Regions from separate parts of the Gossypium hirsutum genome. Here region 2 is linked to region 1. The links are chromatin contacts, called in public Hi-C maps. All regions are on one chromosome and are shown on one strand. Each heading gives the region's core, a stretch centred on a gene start, on an enhancer-like site or on the middle of the called end of the contact. The rest is flanking DNA. Distances are from core to core; before and after follow the strand shown. Region 1 holds the start of LOC107914485 (ammonium transporter 3 member 1). Region 2 holds the start of LOC107914491 (actin-related protein 2/3 complex subunit 1A).

Evidence for each region. Hi-C and Micro-C count contacts between places; a contact is called where the count stands out from the background.
Region 2: a Hi-C map of leaf shows a contact between it and region 1, with 2.3 times the contacts expected there. The contact joins the promoter of LOC107914491 here to the promoter of LOC107914485 in region 1. A contact is called at or near these places in 4 of 34 Hi-C or Micro-C datasets (hypocotyl and leaf).

What each region holds. Positions count from the first base shown.
Region 1 is chrD10:17,846,844-17,849,543 of Gossypium_hirsutum_v2.1, reverse strand. LOC107914485 (ammonium transporter 3 member 1) reads right to left here and starts at 1,416. Exons shown (of 3, transcript XM_016843409.2): 1 at 1-1,416. The coding sequence starts at 382.
Region 2 is chrD10:18,107,154-18,109,862 of Gossypium_hirsutum_v2.1, reverse strand. LOC107914491 (actin-related protein 2/3 complex subunit 1A) reads left to right here and starts at 1,307. Exons shown (of 15, transcript XM_016843418.2): 1 at 1,307-1,626; 2 at 2,049-2,134. The coding sequence starts at 1,557.

The DNA.
Region 1 (2,700 bases), core at 167-2,666:
CTGTCTCCACCCGTCCGTCATCGTAGAACTGGGTCGTCGCGGGAAGAAGTGCTTGGTTTACTAGATACTTTTGGCCCAAGGCAGGCCCTGCTTTGCCCCAAAATGGCAAAAGCTTATGCCCAAAGGACATCTTGTACCCCCAAATCACCCAGCATAGAACTACGGCAGCAAAAGCATAGAGGGCCATGAAAGCTGAATTCACTGCCCATTTTTTCTTGACAATGCTACCATAGAGGATGACCAAGCCTGGCACACTTTGGAGGCCGACCAGCGTGGCGGATATCATCTGCCATGCGTTATCTCCTTTGTTTAGCCAAACTGGGACTGCTGGTGTGCCTCCTTGGTAGGCCACTGGCACTGGGTTGGGAGGAAGAGCGGCCATGCTTGTTAGCCAAAAAAAAAATGCAGGCTAGTTCAACGTTCCAAGTTCCAACAATAGCTTGGATTGTAGTATATAATAAGCTGATCGAAGGAAAAGGATGTTATCATTATTATACTATATTATGAAGCATTAAGAAAGGCCTTTTTTGGATTAAATACAGTGTCATTATAGGAAGGCATGAGCAGGTTGCGTAAGGTGATTATATATTGAAGATTAATCTAGGAGAACGGCAGTTTTGTCTTATTACATCCACCAATCTCTTTCATCTTTTACGGCTAAATTCTTATTTTCAAAAATAACTTGGGTTTTTTTTTTCTGTCATGAAATTGGAAACAGACTTGAAAAAAGAGGGAAAATGGAAGAAAATTGGAAGCCATTGAATTCAGAAGAAATTAGGGATTTGGTGGAAATGAAGAAAGCGGGCTTTGAGTCAATAGATGAAAAGGAAGGCCAATAAATTGGTTCTATAAAAACCCAGATAATAAAATCATGTTTTTTTCTTTTTACCAAAAATAAACAAAAATTAATTCTAAAAATTAATAAGATAAAATGATGTTTATTGTAAGAATCCAAGTATTTTCATAAAAATCGGTTTGATCCTCTTATTTTGATTTTTCAGACCGAGAGATCCATGAATCGGGATCCTAATGCATATAGATACAAATGGTCCAACGGGGAGCAAGAATTTTCAGGAGCATTTGGAACATTTCGTTTCTGAGCAGAAGAGCCGTTTTCAAGTAGTGTTGGATCGATTACGTATTAATCCATATTCGATTGATTGGTCTGAGGTTATTGACAAAAAAGATTTGTCGAAGTTACTTCGTTTCTTTTTGTCCAAGTTACTTCTCTTTTTGTCCAAGTTGTTTCTTTTTTGTCTAACTCACTTCCTTTTTTCTTTGTGAGTTTCGAGAATATCCCTATTCATAGCTCTGAGATCCACATCTATGAATTGAAAGGTCCGAATGATCAACTTTGCAATCAGTTGTTAGAATCAATAGGTTTTCAAATCATTCATTTGAAAAATTGAAACCTTTCTTATTGGATGATCATAATACTTCTCAAAAACTGAAATTTTTGATCAATGGAGAAACAATATCAAATGAGTGACTCATTCCATACTAGAAATAATCCCAGGAAATCTTTTGATAACATGGATTCCTATTTCTCAATGATATCCCACGATCAAGACAAATGTTTAAATCCCGTGAAACCATTTCATAAAAGTTCATTGATATATTCTTTTTATAAAGCAAATCGACTTCGATTCTTGAATAATCCACATCACTTCTGCTTTTATTGTAACAAAATATTCCCTTTTTATGTGGAAAATGCCCGTATCAATAATTATAATTTTACGAATGAATAATTCCTCAATATCTTATTCATTCACAACAAAATATTTTCTTTGTGCGATGGTAAAAAAAACATACTTTTTTGGGGAGAGATACTATTTCACCTTCACCAATCAAGTCTCAGGTATCTAACATATTCATATCTAATGATTTTCCACAAAGTGGTGACGAAAGGTATAACTTGTACAAATCTTTCCAATTTGCAATTCGATCCGATCCATTAGTTCGTAGAGCTGTTTACTCGGTTCCAGACATTTCTAAAACACCTCTAACAGAGGGACAAATAGTCAAATTTTGAAAGAACTTATTTTCAACCTCTTTCAAATATGAATCCATCTGATTCAAAAGAGAAGAACTTGGATCGGTATCTCAATTTCAATTCAAACATGGGTTTGATTCACACTCCATGTTCTAAGAAATATTTACCATTTGAAAAGCAGAAAAAACGGAGTCTTTGTTTAAAGAAATGCATTGAGAAAAGGTGGATAATAGAACCTTTCAACGAGATAGTGCTTTTTCAACTCTCTCAAAACGGAATCTATTCCAAACATATATGTCATAGTTCCTTACTTCGATAGGGTACAAATATCTAAATTTGATATTTTTAGATGCTTTTTCAGACCTATTGCGATAGTAGTAGTAAAAAATTTGTATCCATTTTTCATGATATTATGCATGGATCAGATATATCATGGCAAATTCTTCAGAAAAAATTGTGTCTTCCACAATGGAATCTGATAAGTGAGATTTCGAGTAAGTGTTTACATAATTTTCTTATGTCCAAAGAAATGATTCGTCGAAATAATGAGTCACCATTGATATTGACGCATCTAAGATCGCCAAATCTTCAGGAGTTTCTCTATTCAATCCTTTTCCTTCTTTTTGTTCCTGGATATCTCGTTCGTACACATCTTCTCTTTGTTTCCCGAGCCTATAGTAAGTTACAAACAAAGTTCGAAAAGGTCA
Region 2 (2,709 bases), core at 58-2,557, 260 kb before region 1:
CTCAATGCTGGGGCGTGACTTTCTGTTTGTCAAGCCTTCAAACCTTTATGTCCTTAGTCTTCCACTCATCAACACATTATCAAAAACACACTTTATGCATCGCATATTACCAAAACTCTAAAATAACATCAAAATGCTAAAAGTGACACAAAACACAAACATATCCATTAATGACCTAAAACATGATTTGACCCTAAAACGATTCAATTTCACTCAAAAGTAAGCTAAAACAAGCATGAGAGGACAATAATTGTATATACATAATTATCCCTTATCAATCACCCAACTTTCGTAAATTTTCAATTTAGGTATCGAAAATAAAAAGTTTGTAATATGGGCACTATCGTTACATACAATTATCATTTTAGTCACCGCCGTTACGTACTTTTATCATTTTAATCACCCAACTTTAGTACGTTTTCATCTTGGTCACTCATTTTATCTTTATAATTTTCTTTATTATTTCATTTTTAAGAATCAATTTTAGTTTTTTTAGAAAGGGGAAAAACCTGGTTTTTATAGTGGAAAATTTGGGTTAGAAAAATAATTTTTTATATTTTTAATTTTCTTTGTTTTTTTTCCTTTTTAGAATTAATTTCAATTTATTTCTTAGTGAGAGGGAAGGAAAAATATGGGGTTTATAGGGGGATTACCTTTGTTTTTATAGGATAAACTTAGTTTTTACAAGAAAACCAATTTATCTTTTCATTTCCATTTTATTTTTCCCTTTTTAGAATTTTTTTTCTAGTAAAAGGGAAAACCAAGGTTTTATAGGAAATTATTTTGTTATTTATAGGAAATTACATTTTATCTTTTAATTTCCATTTTTTTAATTAATTTTAATTTTTTTCAGTAAAGGAAAAACTTAGGGGGCTTACAAGGAATTACTTAAATTTTTATAGGAAAAATATGAGTTTTTACATGGAATTAAGTTACTAGTGAAAAGCTTGGGTTTCATCTCATAGCGTAATAACTTAATTTCTTGTAAAGCCTATATTTCCTTTGAAAAAAATAATTTTAAAAAGAAAATAAGTGATTAAAATGAAAATTTACTAAAGTTGAGTGATTAAAATGAGTGTATGCAATGGTAAATTAATGGCAAGTGGCTAAAATGATAAAAGTATGTAATGAAAGTGACTACAATGATAAAAATATGTAATGGCAATGCCCATATTGCAAACTTTTTAATTTTTGTGCCTAAAATGAAAATTTATGAAAGTTAGGTGACCAATTGTGTAGTTTATCCAAAAATGAAATGAGGTAATGGAGAAAAAAAAAAGAGAAGTGGAGATTATGAGGGCTAAATGAATGTTTAACCCATAATTCAACCTGCTGAAAAGAAAAAAAGAAATCTAAAAATCCCCAAAGTCGACGGGTGAGAACTTGTCCAATCGCACCTCTATTGGTATTTGGTATCTAGTCTAGTCTTTCAAGCTTTCCGTTTGTTAACAGAGACTTTAAACCGAAGCTGAGATCGCTTCACAGTTCTTTCTCTTCTCCAGAGATCTCTCTCCATCTCATTTGGAGCTCAATATATCAAATTCATCAGCTTAAAAATGGCGGCCGTCGCCGTTCACCAGTTCGCTCAGTGCATCACTTGCCATGCTTGGAGTCCCGATCACTCCAGTAACTTCATTCATTCTTTTAATTTGTTTCTGTCGAAATTCCATTTCCTCTCTTCATCTTTATGTTTCGGTTGGTTGCTGTGAAAATGTAGGAAATAAAAGAATGTATATATTTGAGTTAAATGATATTGTGATGTGATATTTGTCTAAGAAATGTAAAATTGAAGAAGAAAATGAAATTAATGGTCAATTTACTCTTTCTTTACGTTACTTTCTCATTCTAAATTGATCCATTTTTTGGTGATATGCTGGATTTAGAACTAATGATACATGTTTAATTAAAATGATGCGTGTTTTTAGAGCTAATTTTTTTTTTGTTTTGAGAATTTTAGAACTAATGATTTGGTTCTTTTTATTTTAAATTGCATGAGATATTGTTTTCTGTGTTTTCTACATATTTAATTCACTTTCTCTTGCCTGCAGTGGTAGCATTTTGCCCAAATAATAATGAGGTTCACATTTATAAATTGGTGAATGACAAGTGGGAGAAAGTTCATGTTCTTCAGAAGGTACTTTATCAAAAAATTTCCCCTATAAACCACCAAGTTATGTTTTAGTCCAATTATCTATGCTGTATGTGTTAACTCATCTCCAATAGTTATTTGAAGTTTCATTTTGGAGTCATGTTATGTGGTACTTTTGGAACACATCAATTTGCAAATTGGATATGACTAGAAGTCTAGAACCTAGGTTGAAGCCTCTCTTTAACTAAGAATAAAAATGTTTCTTGAAAAGGAAAATATGAGATGACACGTTGGCTTCTTGTCTGAAATCTTAGCCTTTCTTTGTAAGTAAATAGAAGCACTGCCACAGCATGGAGGTCTGATGAATTTTTGGGTTTCAACCTATGGTATGATATCAGTCTGCCTTTTTACCACTTTTGTCTTTAACTGAACCGGAAAGCTCTGTGCATATAAACCAAAGTTGGGAATTCTAAAGCAACCGGGAGATTTATTAGATTAGGTTCTGAATTGTGTGATAGGGATTACAGTAGTTGTGAGAAAGCTAAAATTTAAAAGGCGAGAACAAAGAGTAGCAGCCTATGATGAGATTAGTTCAAGAAAAAAAAAGCCCATGATGAGAT